Linked DNA regions of Zea mays: region 2 is linked to region 1. The links are chromatin contacts, called in public Hi-C maps. All regions are on one chromosome and are shown on one strand. Each heading gives the region's core, a stretch centred on a gene start, on an enhancer-like site or on the middle of the called end of the contact. The rest is flanking DNA. Distances are from core to core; before and after follow the strand shown.

The links. A called contact is a pair of places that touch in the nucleus more often than the background predicts.
Region 2: a Hi-C map of leaf mesophyll shows a contact between it and region 1, with 2.5 times the contacts expected there. The contact joins two enhancer-like sites. A contact is called at or near these places in 2 of 25 Hi-C or Micro-C datasets (endosperm and leaf mesophyll).

The regions. Positions count from the first base shown.
Region 1 is chr8:88,319,356-88,326,329 of Zm-B73-REFERENCE-NAM-5.0, reverse strand. No RefSeq gene overlaps it. Among protein-coding and RNA genes, the nearest start is that of LOC109941420, 16 kb to the right of the region's middle. Within about 2 kb of position 3,584, at least 19 of the 20 cell types and tissues checked have an H3K27ac peak or open chromatin away from gene starts, as enhancers often do. A contact at or near this core is called in leaf mesophyll, where this site is marked.
Region 2 is chr8:88,463,779-88,471,674 of Zm-B73-REFERENCE-NAM-5.0, reverse strand. No RefSeq gene overlaps it. Among protein-coding and RNA genes, the nearest start is that of LOC103635516, 62 kb to the right of the region's middle. Within about 2 kb of position 5,039, at least 16 of the 20 cell types and tissues checked have an H3K27ac peak or open chromatin away from gene starts, as enhancers often do. A contact at or near this core is called in leaf mesophyll, where this site is marked.

The DNA.
Region 1 (6,974 bases), core at 2,335-4,834:
AAAAATGATACACATGTTATTTAGCACAAGTTACGACCGATTTCAGGAGCGGACCGAAAACTTCGAGCAACATGCTCACTAAACATGACCGTGAACTTGCCATCCATATGTTTAAAAATTGTATAAAACACAAACAAAGTCAGAAAATCATGAAACTTGTCCACGTGTCATGATATCATATGTAGACGCTATGATAAAAAATTGAAAAAGTTTCGAGAAAACTGTGACGCACTATGTGTAGAAACCTAAGAGATCTACACATGAAATCATAGAGTTTCAATGTGGATCTCTTAGGTTTCTACACATAGTGCGTCACAGTTTTCTCGAAACTTTTTCAAATTTTTATCACTGCCTCTACATATGATATCATGACACGTGGACAAGTTTCATGATTTTCTGACTTTCTTTGTGTTTTATACAATTTTTAAACATGTGGATGGCAAGTTCACGACCATGTTTAGTGAGCATGTTGCTCGAAGTTTACGATCCGCTCCTGAAATCGGTCGTAACTTGTGCTAAATAACATGTGTATCATTTTTGCATGCACGATTATCCAAGTTTTGAGTGACTTGCAGTTCAAATCTAAATTTTTCGAAGAAATTCAAATAAACGAACTAAATCTACTAGCTATTGAAAACACTGTTATAATTGTCCCAAAATGGTACATGTAGGTCTACATACTGTAGGAACATACCACAAAAAGTTTGGTAAGGGAAAAGAAAAAAATAGAAATATGCTTTGCCGAGTGTCTAAAGTTGACACTCGGCAAAGACCTTCGTTGCCTAGTGTCTAACGTGGAGCACTCGGCAAAGATCATAAATATATACTTTGCCGAGTGCCTGTCCGCTGGCACTCGGCAAAGATGAAAGTTCCCTATACCCGGGAACAGGATCTGGATGTCGCCTAGAGGGGGGTGAATAGGCGAATAATAATTATCACTTTACAACTTAAATTCTTACTCAAAGTCTGGATCACAGTGGAATGAAAAACTCTTCGAGTAGGTTGCAGCGGAATAGAAGATCCTGTCTTAAAATGCCCTGCACTTCAAATATAACTTGTACCACAAATAAGTGTTGAAGTGCAGATATAAAGAGTAAGAAAGATAGAGAATCAGCACACAACACAGAGCAGAGCACACAGACGCAGGGATTTATCCCGAGGTTCGGCCAAGCCTGAAATGCTTGCCTAGTCCTTGTTGGAGTTAGCCACACCTAGGCTTGGAGTCTACTTCAACTCCTTCCTCCTTTTGCTCAGATATGTCAGTATGACAGATAGAGCCTTCCACTATGTTGATATTGGTTACAACAACACCGTGGCTACTTACAGTCTTCTTGACAGCACTCTGGTAGAGTAACAATGCGCTCAAGACTTTACTCTTGCTCTCAGCAGCACTTCTTCACTCTCTAAAGGCTTATAGCTTTGCATGTGCACAAACTAGAGAGATATACACGAGAGGGAGAGAGAGAATTGATCCAAATGATGTATACAATTGTTGGCTGCTCTTGTGTCATTGTTGGAGGCGCCTAGGGGTCCCTTTTATAGACCCAAGGGGCCTAGGAGCCGTTAGAATTCCTTTTGGAAGGCAATCCTTGCTTTCTGTCGGGTGGCACACCGGACAGTCCGGTGCACCACCGGACATGAACAGTGCTTGTCCGGTGCCCGATCTCCTTCCTTTTCTGGCGAAGCCGACCGTTGCGCCTTCAGACCGTTTGGCGCACCGGACAGTCCGGTGCACCCACTGACTGTTGGCTCAGGCCAGGTGTCGCCCGCTGATTACGCTTTCGACCGTTGGCTCGGGCAGCTCAGACTCTCTGGACAGTCTGGTGCACCACCGGACAGTCCGGTGAATTTTAGCCACAACTCCCCACAGATTCCCGAGAGCTGGTAGTCCACCGCTGAGTCAGCCTAGGGCACCAGACACTGTCCGGTGCACCACCGGACAGTCCGGTGTGCCAGGCTGGTGCTGGATTTAGCTATACAAAGCCATATCTTCTCCAACTCTTTTCTTCTTTTCTTGGCACTGTTTCTAGCACTCAGATAACCATGTTAGTGAACAAAACAATTCATTAAGTCCAAAAAACATACCTTGTTCACTTCTAGAGCTTGATCTTGAGCTTTATTACTTACACCACATAATTGTAGATGTTACCTTATTGGTTGTAAGTCATGTCCTTAGGTAGTGATCCTTGATGCACCATAACTCTTCTTAACTCGATTAACCTTGACTTTGCAAGTCTTCTTCTTCACCCCTGGCTTTTGGGTTCCTGGTCTCCTTGACCTTCTCCCGGGCACTCGGTACCTCGAAGCTCTTCTTGCCTCCATCCTTGGCTTGATCGGTTGTCTCTGAGTTATGCACATCGAGCCTCACTTAAGCAATGTCCATCTTACTTGTGATGTCCATTATCTATAGATAATCTAGTCTTTGGACCATCACACTTGTTCACTTGTGTTGAACTCTGTTAGCTTTGCATTAAGCACCTATTCAACACTTAGCATACTTGTTAGTACTTTAATTGAGTTGTCATCTAAACAGCAAAACCCACAAGAGAGCTTTAAATCTCCCCCTTTTTGGTGATTGATGGCAACCCAATTAAAGCTTACACAAGAATAAGATTTAAAGCTCAAATTTTGAATTCTAAGTTTATAGAATGCTCCCCCTAAATATGTGCTTACATTAAAATCTCAACTTTGGCCTTATATGCCAAATTGCACATACTTAGGCTAATTCGAAGCATAACTACACCTTAGCACGTGTGGGTTGCATTGTCTCAAGAATTAAACTGTGATGCATATAACACACACATGCACAGAATCAGAATTAAACACTAGTTAATTGGATATACCACATGAATATCAACCTACCACTATTCACAATTAAGATACCAATTGTAACACCCAAAATCCTATTTTGGGAGTCATTGATGAATCTCAAAATAATAATCTATTTTTTTACTTGGAATATTCCTCCCGTAATCTATACAGTTAGAAATACCATTCCAAATACCCAAGTCACTTTATTAGAAAATATATTACCCCCCTCTTAACAGAAATCAAGAAGTAATCAACAAATAACCATTTGAAGTTTTTTTTATTATGACCACACACTCAAAAATGATATTTCCTAAAATCAATAATATGAATTACTATCTACTATTTGATTTGGGACGTTTAACTAAAGGAGTATAATAATAAAAAAATGGTAAATAAATAACCAAATACATTTTATTGCATGTGTTTGGACATAAATCTGGTTTGAAAGTTGAACTCAATTTTGAATTTGAATATAAAAAAAAGAGAAACAACTAAAATAAAATAGAACAGGAAAAAGAAAATGAGAAAAGCTTATCCGGGCTGCAACTCTTATTCCTGGTCCATTTTCAGATTCTATCCCGCACAGCCCACGAAACCCTAGCATGTTGGCCCACTTATGTGAGCACCCAACCGGCCAGCGTGCCGACAAGTATGGCCCGCAGGTCAGCCATTCGCGAGGTCCGCGCATCAGCCCGCTCGGCCAAACACTCCCTTACACTCGCTTGGTCACCGCCACATGGGCCCATGCTGCTGCACCTCTTCTCAAACAAACGCATGCTCGCCAGCCACTGATGGGTGGGACCAGTGCGTTAGCTCTTTCCTCTCCACGGTAACCAAACGAAGCCAGGGCTGCAGCCAAAACGGAATCCACGGAATCGGTAGAAAATCGAGCAGAATCCGGAACCGGCCTGGGGGGAATCGGCTGGGGATTTGTTGCTATTTTCGCGGAGTTGTTAGGATTGCGTCCCCAGCTCCTCCCCTGTATTTATGTGTGCAGATCGATCCTTTCCCCTGCTGGATTATTCTCTGTTGAGTACCATGGCCGCCGTGAGGATGAAGCTAGGTGACGGCAACAGCGGGGACTAGCATGCGGCATCGTAGAGTCTTCGCAGTTGGGTCGCGGGGACTCGATTGTTTGCGCCGCGCATGCTTGTCATCTCGCCATGCCCAGATGCCGTGAATCGCGGCCGTAATTCCTCGCCAGGGCAGAGAAATTGCTGTTGACCGCGCCGCGACAAGGGCAGCAGCACCGCCGCCACCGTCCGCCAGGGCCGCAACCTGGTTTGCTCGCCGATGTGGTTGTTCGGGGCAAGCACGGAGATCTCGAGAGCCATGGAATCTGCTGGGCGGAAGGAAGACCAACGCCCTCGTCCTCCGCGCACGTCATCGAGGTGCGTGGTCCAGTGGAACAGGTCTGTCGCACCCTTAACTCGCCGGCGTGGCCATGGACGCCAACGTCGTGGAGCGCTGCCTCGAGGCCGGTGGCCGCGACTACCTCTGCCCCTCCTGCGCGTTCTTGCTCCGTGGCCACGACCACTCCCTGCTCCTGCGAGAGGAATTCAGCCGGATTCAGCCGTCGGGGTGGGACTCGAATCCGGCTCACCTGCAGAACCTCCCTTTCGAGACGACGGTTGGGATTCGGATCCGCCCCGCACCACCGAGCGCCAGCGACGTCGGCGTTCGTGTGTCTGCAGGCGCCGCCGTGTCTGGTAGTAGGAAGGATGGAGACAGGCGCGAGCCATCCGATCCAATCTGGACGGTTGTGATTTGGTCGGCTCGTATCGCCTCGGGGTAGTGATCTAGGCCGTTCATACTGAGTCCAACGGAGCAGATTAGATCTCAGTGGTGTTAAGTCCAGTGCGTGGATCTGTGATCCAACGGTGGCGATCGCATACCGGTTCGGATAGTAAAGCTTCTAATCCAGGCCGTATATTGGAAATCGAGCGACCCAGGTAATCTCATACCCCTTCATCGTGGCAAAGTTCATAAAGAGCCCCTCCACTTTTCAAGAATCAACCCGCCGTCCCCCGCGGAATACTTCTGAGTCTAAGGAATTTTTATGAAATAGCCCCTGTGTTTCTCTGTTATTCGCGCCCAGTTCAGAGTGTTGGAAAAATTAGAAAAATAAATATAGAATGGGTTTTTAATGTAGAAATAAATGTTAGAATTGGTTAAATTCATAGAAAATTCATATAAAGTCCAAATGAATCCATTCTAATTCCTATAATTTTGTAATATTATTGTTTATCATTTAGTACCACTGTTTTGACATGTTTGTCACAAAAAAAGTTATATCCTATTTAATCTTGTATAAAACACATAAAACCTTCAGAAATTCATAACTTAAAATCTATAACTTCAAAATTAATAATCCATGTTCCCATGATCTTATTTCAATATGTAGATTATTAATATGTATTTTGCATATATGTTTGGTGTAATGTTAATTTTGCCTATACCATGTTTGTTTGTATTGCTACGACTAGCGTGAGGTCACGAGTCATCTGAAGATCATCCTGGTACCTGGAATCTCAAGTCCCAGACAAGTTGTGCCCTTGATCACTTCTTTTTACCCACTCATGTTCTAATTAATCATAATGATCTGCATAGGTTAATTTTGATGGGACCCAATAGGTTACCCTAGTTTGATTATCTTTATACCTTGTTTATCACTGAACTTTTTGGGTAGTACTTGCTAGTGCTTTATGTGGTTTTGGGTATGAAGATACATTACTCATGATTATACTTTTGTTATCCGTTGTTATTTATCGTTCATGATAAGATCATTATGTTAATTGGAACATGGAGCGACCACCCGGGAAAACAGTGCTACCACAAGGGTTTAATGGGACGCCCTTGGCCGATTAATTAGGAAAGCTAGTGGAAGACTACCTTACCCGAAAGGGGCAAGGGCAGTAGGGGAGTGGTCAGTGTAGGGAGGCCCTCGGGAGGATTTTGCTGCGATGGCGGTCCTGCAAGGGATTCCTGCATTGGAGCTTCCTATAAACTGTAGCGGGTTTTCTGAAGCTAGTGGAACTTTGTAAAGGCCTCGTAGTGTTACCCTGCCTCGCCTCCTCGGTAGAGGTGTATGGAAAGTCGCGATCCCTTGGCAGATGGGTAACATGACTTGTGGGTAAAGATGCGCAACCTCTGCAGAGTGTAAAACTGGTATACTAGCCGTGCTCACGGTCATGAGCAGCTCGGACCCTCACATGATTAATCTATGGAACTTAAATTCAATTTGTCATATGCATTGCATCGCAGGTGATGTTGTTACCTCTGTTCTACTATTTAATTGGGTTGGTATTTACTTATACTTAGTAATGGCTAATAAAATTTTGACCAACTTTAAAAGCAATGCTCAGCTTCAGCCATCCTCTTTGGTAAGCCTTACACTTCACATGAGCTCCCACCTTTGGCGAGTTCATGCACATTATTCCCCACAACTTGTTGAGCGATGAACGTATGTGAGCTCACTCTTGCTGTCTCACACCCCCCCACAGGTCAAGAACAGGTACCGCAGGATGAGGCGCTTGGAGGTTGCTGCGATGTGTTCATGAGAGGTCTAGGCCGTCGTCTCCCAGTCAACTTTGGGTTGCTGGACCGTTGTCTCCTTATAATGTAAATATTTATTTTGTATAGAACTCCTGTTATATATAAAGATGTGACATTCGATCCTGTGCCACTATACATCATATGTGTGAGACTTGGTCCCAGCATATCTGGTGTTTATGTTCGCGCCCGGGTCTTGGTGCCCCTAAAACCCGGGTGTGACACCAATTAAAGCACCAGAACCATATGAATATCTATTACATGACAAACACAATAGATTCTAATTGATTCATATCATTGGAAGCACTAATTATGTACTATTACCATATAATACAACAAGAAGCTATGATAAGTATTATCAACAAAACTAACACATTCTTCCTTAAGATCAAGGGAACTCAAGGAAACTCCTTTGAGTCCTTTAGCACACAGTGAAAATTAATCTTTAATCTTCACCCTCTTCACACTTAGGATAAGCCTCTTCACACTTAGGATAAGCTTTCCTCTCAGGTCGAGGTAAGCTTTAATGCACGAATTCTCCCCCTTTGACATCAAACACCAAAACCCAAGCAAGAACATAGGATGATGTCAAGGGACAACAGGGTATTAAG
Region 2 (7,896 bases), core at 3,790-6,289, 140 kb before region 1:
ACGGGTGGTCTGGATAGTACGCACCATCTACAAGAGAAAATGTCACCATAGTTGAGTTTTAAAGAGGCAAGATTAATAAAATAATCTGTAAGAGCAAAATAAGCATATTTTGAATAGACTGGGCTTTCCATTTCTAACTAGTCTAACGACCTAGAGTCAGCATAGTTCTGATACCACTTCTGTCACAGCCGATTTTGGGGGCAAAACCGAATGCATAGCATATGTCTGCCAGGATCCATTTTCCACACAAATGTTGACGACACAAGTGTAATATATCAAAAGACAATGCAATAAAGGCATAAAGGGAGTAGAGTAACTTTATTACATCATCCAAACATAAATGTCTTAAATAGTATCATCATCAAAGTATAGCGGATAAAACATGGGCGATCTTCCACAGGAAGATGACTGGCACATCGTTAGACTTAGTACTCGTCAACATCATCGGCAAATTCTTCTTCATCACCCTCTGATCAAAATATTAGCAAGGGGTGAGCTCACTTATGGTCGGCGCTTAGCAAGGGAGAGGAGTAATGCAATTTTAAAAAGGTAGGCTATTGATAAGCGGTAAGCATTTTAGTTGGTCAATATTTTAGTACATGATTATTTCTCAAAAACACTTAAGTGAAACCACTTAAGAGAACCATTTATAAATCATTGGATCATGATTTATTTTCCATCTTTAAGTTCAATTATCATGTAAGGGTTCAAGTTGCTCTTAGCCGTGAGCATGGCTGACATATCAGTTTTACACTCTGCAGAGGTGGTACAACTTTACCCACAAGCCATGTATCCCATCTAGCCTGGGTTGTACGGACCCATAAACACTGCCGAGGTGAATGGCTAGGGATCCATTATGAGGCTTCACAAAATATCCTTAGTTCAAAGCCACCCGCTAAGATTTCCACGTCAGTGTTGATGGCCATCTAGGCGAGGTAACTTAGCCAAGACTACCACCCCATGTTAACATGAGCTGCCACCAAACCACTGCCGCCCCCTCTTGCCCATCTTTTAGATAGGGTTGCTAAGCACTAAGTCTATAGGGCTAATTACCAAAGCCAGAACCATTATAGCACTCGTGGTTGCACTGTTATCCTTGGTGGTCACTCCATGTTCCATTTAATATGAAATGATCTTGTTTAACCATCGGGTTAACATCATAATAAAAATTTCATTTCCGGAACCATAGTATCATTAAAGAGTGACATCATAATTATCAAGTTGAGCCATAGCACAAATTGCTAAGTGTAGTATTTATCCCAGGGTAATCAAGGAATAGGGTTGGTATTTCTAGAAAAATCCTATTTAGACAAATCCCATCAAATTATGCAAATATCCGAAAGGTAAACATTATTTTATGCATTACTTGGGTACAAATAGAAATGCAGATGGAGAATCCACTTGCCTTGCTCGAACGTGTCCTGTGGGTCATCTTCGAACATATTTGGTTCGTCTACCACACAGTCAGCTTCTAATATCGATTCACATATAGTACATACAAAAGAAAACATACACCATTACATGGGTAACATTCACCATTATATGAACAATCATATACCACACAAACTATACTTATAGATAGTGCCTAAATCATAATTATTTTAGTAATCCACTAAAATCTCCAATTTGAATTATCACTGGTGAAAGTTATAAGGACATGCGACTACAAAAGTAGTTTACCTAACATAGCTTAGATGAAATGACTTGACCAATTCTACAGAAATAAATTACCAATTAATTTTTTTCTTTATGACTAATAATATTCTTTTAGTTTTATCCTTTCTTTTCTGAATGGAAAATATATGTATCGTTACAATGTTATTTATAAATCACATAACATTAATATTCTAAGAACTAATGTAAACTACTAATTTTGGACTTTAGTAACATAATCATGGCTATTTCGACATAAATAGATATTCTACTAACTCTTAGTGAATAAGCGATATGCGTATGAACATATGTATCATGACTAGCAAAAATCTAAATTTTAACCTGACCAAGAAGATGTGACCTAGTACCTCTTTCAATAATTTCTTATATCAGTAAAACTACACTTAAACAACTACTAACATAATATTAATTTATGCACCAAAATGAGAAATTAATCGCAAACGTTTCTAGTACTAAATCACAAAGTTAATGAGTCGTGACATTATTTATTTTCGAAATATAAAAATAATGTCCATATCCAAAATATTGTTGCAGGGGCTGATTCACAATTAAACGTATACATCAGTGAGTAGCAAGAATTAAACGGGGATATCTTTTTAATGGTTTCTGAACTGAACAAAATTTACACAAATCCAGGGACTAAAACGCAAAATAGTCATCTTCTACCTCAGGCTAGCCTTCGCGCGCAGGGGGGCTCGGCGAGTGGGAGCGGGACGGCTCTGGTGACGTCGAGCGGGCGCGGACGGTCCGGGCGGCTGGGGGACGCGACGAGGAAGGGCTCGACACGACGGATGGCGAGGCGCGCAGGGGCTCCGGTGAATGGCGAATGGCGGTGTACGGCGCGGTCGCGGTGAGGGGGAGGTGAGGATTTGGATGAGGGGAGGGGGAGAGGGCTCGACCTAGTCTTTTAGAGAGAGAGGGTGCTAGGGAGAAGGGACGGCCGACGGATATCAAAGCCATTGATGGCGGCTTCATCAATGGGAGCGAGAATGGGGGGAGAGGAAGGGGGAGAGACTCGGTCGTTTCCGGCTCGGAGGAGATGAGGGGACACGGGCCAGGGTCGGGCGCATGGCCAGAGTCTGCTCGTCCGGGCTGGGGCAGGGCATGGCGGCGGCGCGAGTCGCGCGCAAGCGCAACACGAGGAGGAAGAAGGGTCGGGGTGGGCCCCGCGTGTAAGTGAGAGAAAGGGTGAGGGGTCGGTTCAACCGGTTGGCTAGGTTTTTTTATTTTATCCCTATTTTCCAAAAATATAAATAAATATGTTTTTAAATGTTTTTGAAAATTCATAATAATTATACCCAAAAATATTACCATTAAAGAATTTATTTTTGGACCAAAGTTCTCATATTAACTAATTGTGATTTCAATATAAAAGAAATTCTACAAAGACAACCATCAATCAAATATGAGCAAACAAAAATATTCTAAAAGTAAATAAGATCAAACACTTGAAAGAAAAATTATTTACTATATTTACCACCAATAATCTAAATGCATTGATTTAGTTGATGGTTTTGAGGTGTTACAATATGTGTGTCAGGATCTATTTTCACACATATGTTGACGTCACAAGTGTAATATGTCAAAAAACAATGCATAAAGCGTAAATAAAGATTATTTTAACATATTATACTTCGAATCGACATAACGTCTTAACCTTTATTACTCATCATAGTACATCAGAACATGGGCATCCTTGCACTGGAAGATGACCGGGGGTATCACTAGACTAGCATCCATCAAGTTCACCATCATAATCTTTATCTGCAAACTTCTAATCAAAACTAAGCAAGGGGTGAGCTCACTTATGGTGGAGGCTCAACAAGTTGGGTGAAAAATGAAAGGATAACAAGATAAGTCTAAAATTTAATGTGGTCAACATTTTAGTATCCACACTTGATTACTAAGTATAAGTATATAACAAACTCATATTAAGCATAATCAATAATCATCAGCATATATATCATCAACATAAAGTATAGAACCACTTAAACCAAAATAGAACACGACATGGGGCTCAATCACTTGAGTGAACCAATTAAGCATACCACTTAAACAAAACTGATCACGATTTATTTCCGTCTTCCAGTTCAATTATCACGTGAGGGTCCATACTACTCTTATCCGTGAGTACGACTGATATATCACTGACTTCAGTTTAAGAACCCTTCAATTTAGGAAGGATGGATTATAGTCTTAAACTATTTTCACTGACTTCAGTTTAGGAAGCGCTTCACAGCTACAAACAGCCGTTGGAACATAGAGAGCTGCAACAAACCGCCAATATAAAAGACCATATTTTTACTGACTTCAGTTTAAGAACCACCAATAAAAACCTCTCCCATTCTTATCTAGTTTGTTTTGTACAAAATCTCCTGAACAATCCGCACAACCTGAAAGCACAACCAATGGCCTATAATCTTACAGTTCTACACACACACAAAAAGGGGAAACAACCGACAGAAAAATAGCAAAATTCTTAAATTATACCATCGATGATTCTATGATTACTTAACAAATAAAAAAGCAACCATTCCATGCCATCACTGTCAGCGAAAAGCAGACAGCAGAATAGCCGATGCAGTTGCACTAAAGTAAAGAAAGAAAAATCCTCCCCGTTCAACCCTATCAATGGAACTTGCGTGTGATCAGATGGCACCGCAGGCCTAGAAGGCAGCTTGCACCAGGCCCGCTCGCATGAACAGTAGTGCCCGCGCCGGCACTTCTATGTGCTGCTGGCAACGTAGCGCACACCAAGGGCGAGCCACGCCCGTGCAGGGCTGCCCCGCTGTAACACCCGGAATTCTATCTTAGATTTTTAAAACAAAAAAATGATCTTCCAAAAGTTTTTGAATAGAAATTTTATTATCTTTGAAATTATTCTCCTAAAATAAATTAATAGTGATATTATATTCTAATTATTCAAAGCTAGAATTGAATCTTGAAACTATAATTGGAATATGGAATCTAAGAAAAGAAATGACAAGAAGATATTTTTTGTTAAAGTGAGTAAATTAGTCCTTTCATGGATTGGGCATGCTAAAATATTAGTGAATAAATAAATATTATTGATGATAAATAAATAAATATACTTTGCATCATACTTGGATTTTGACTGTGCATAGTTGAAATTGAAAATCTCAACTCTGAATTCAAATTTAAAATCTGCAAATTAAAATGGAGAAACAAAAATTTGGAAATGAAAGAAAAGAAAACGTGAGCAAACCTGTATTTGGGTCGTTTACATCGCGCCGACCCATTTTAAACCACATCCCTCGGCCTAGCAATCCCACACTGGTTCTCCTGCGGGTCACTGCCGGTGGGGCCCATGGGACAGCCTCACCACGCTCTCGCGGCGCGCGTTGCAGGTACTTGCCCCGCGCCAAATGATGGGCCCCGGCTCACAGTCTCACAAAGCACGCGCGGGTTGTTGCGTGCTGGTTTGTGGGCCCCGCTTGACATAACTCCTTCCTTCTAGCTATGTCTCTTGCACGTGGGGTCGGGTGGCCATGTTCATCTTCCCCGCGGATGGTGCGGCAATCTCAACAGACTCAACAGGAATCCCCAGCCATCTCGGTGGAATCACGGCTAGGAGCCTATATATTGTGAGTCATTGTCCTTCCCACAAACCCAGCCGAGACCGCCCCACCTCATATCACACCGCCGCCCGTGTCATGCTAGAAGGGTGGACCACCATCGTGAAGCCGATGCGGGTGGAGCTCTGCTTCGCCGTCGAGGATACCTCAGGATCAGCTCTGGGCCGTGCATAGATCGTCCAAGGAGTTTCTCAAAGGCTTTGCAGGCGGAGATTGTCGTCCAAGCCCGATCAATTGCTCAATGGAGCATTGGCTTCTCCGTGGAGCCCCCTCCATGGGCCATTGTCGTTGCTTCACCTGTGTCGGTGAGTCCTTCTTCCATGAGTTCGTCGTTGACTACTCAGCGCATTGCCATGCTAAAATGGGGAGTGGGTGCACCAGGGCTCGAAATTGGCGTGCGTCAGCGGGAGCACCGACGTGGTGCTCGCTTCCACCGCCGCGGTGGTGTCATAGGTAAGAGAGGGGATGTCGACCGTTGATCCGGTGTTAGACGAACGTGATTAGCCGATAGCGTACCCCTTCGATCAATAGGATTTCGGTCGTCTGATTCAGATCCTGGGTAGGAGAATCAATGTCGTTGTTTTAAATCGTATCTATTCATCACGGTTCGTGTGGCCCGTGTCGCGTACCGGTTCATTAAGAGGCTCCATTTAATCTGGGCGGTTGGACTTGAATCGGGCGGATTTGGGTGCCCGATACCCGTTCGCCCAGGGTATTTTGCATAAGAGACCCCGGATTCCTACACAATCAACCTGCCGTCCAGCCCTTTTGCGAGAGTGTTACAAAGAAGTCCTAGAATTTACAAAATAAACCCTAAACTCTTCTGAAATAGTGGCCGCAGTCCAAGGATAGAATAAAATGAGTAAAATTAATAAAGAAAAGCATTTCTAGTATAAAAATAATTCTAGAACCTTGTTTAATTCATAAGTAATTTAGTTTAACTCCTTTTAATCCATTCCAGTTGCAATCGACTCATACTGATATTGTTTATTAGTTAGTAACATATTTTTTATGTCACATGTAGTAAAATCATACACTCATCTTGTTTTATGACCAACACCTAAATATTTAGAAAGCCATAACTCTTAAATCGTAACTCCGAATTTAGTGGTTCTCGAACCTGCGATCTCGTTACGACGCGTAGATAATTATTATGCAATATGTTCTCATGATTGGTGTGATGTTAATTTTGCCTGTACTATGTTTGTTTGTATTGCTACGAGTAGCAGCGAGGTTACGAGTCACTTGAAGACCAAGTTGGCGAAGTACCTGGGAATCTCGAGTCTAAGGCAAGTTGTGCCCTTGATCACTTTTAATGTTCCTGTTAAACACTGTGACATGCTCAGGTTAATTTGACGAGACCTAATAGGTTTCCCTAGTATTGTTTATCCCACACCTTGCAAACAAATGAACTATTGGGTAGTATTGCTATTGCTCTACCTAGTTTTGGGATTAATGTTACATTTGAATTATGATCATGTTCCAATTATGTTGTTGTTTTAATTATTGTTCATGACAAGATCATTTTGTTAATTGGAACATGGAGAACCATCCGGGAAAACAGTGCTACCACAAGGGTGGAATGGGACGCCCTTGGCTAAGTAATTAGGAAAGCTAAGGAGAGATTACCTTACTTGAAAGGGGCTAGCGGAGAGGCGTCACTGCAGAGTATAGGGAGGTTCTCGGGTTGAACTTCTGCGATGGCAGTTCGGACGAGGGATTCCTATGCTTCCTTCTTCCTGAAACCGTAGTGGGTATTCTCGAACTAGTGGAACTTTGGAAAGACCTCGTAGTGCTACCCTGCCTCGCTTCCTCGGTAGAGGTGTATGGGGTCCGTACAACCCCGTGGCAAATGGGTAACACGACTTATGGGTAAAGATGTGCAACCTCTACAGAGTGTAAAACTGGTATATCAGTCGTGCTCACGATCATGAGCGGCTCGGACACTCACATGATTAACTTATGGAATTAAACTCAATTTGTCATTTGCATTGCATTGTGGGTGTTATTATCTATCGGGGACCATAATTAGGGGTACCCCCGAGACTCCTAAACTCGGCTGGTAACCACCATCAGCACAAGCTACAAAGGCATGATGGGCGCAATACAGGTCAAAGCTCCATCCACTCAAGGGGCACGGTCTCGCCTCGCCCGAGCCCAGCCTCGGGCAGGAACAGTAGACCTAGGTGGATTCACGCCTCGCCCGAGGGCCTCATCAAGCAACAGGCACACCTTCGGCTCGTCCGAGGCCCAGCTCGGGCAGGTTTCACAGTGAAGCAACCTTGGCTAGATCGCCACGCCAACCGACCATATCACAGGAGCATTCAATGCAAGGATCACCTGACACCTTATCCTGACACGCGCTCCTCAGTCGACAGGGCCGAAGTGACCGCAGTCATTTCGCCCCTCCACTGACTGACCTGACAGGAAAACAGCGCCGCCTGCCCTGCTCCGACTGCTGTGCCACCCGCCAGGGTGAGGCTGACAGCAGCCGAGTCCAGCCTCAGGCGCCATAGGAAGCTCCGCCTTGCCCGACCCCAGGGCTCGGACTCAACCTCGACCCCGGAAGACGGTCTCCGCCTCATCCGACCCCAGGGCTCGGACTCAACCTCGACCTCGGAAGACG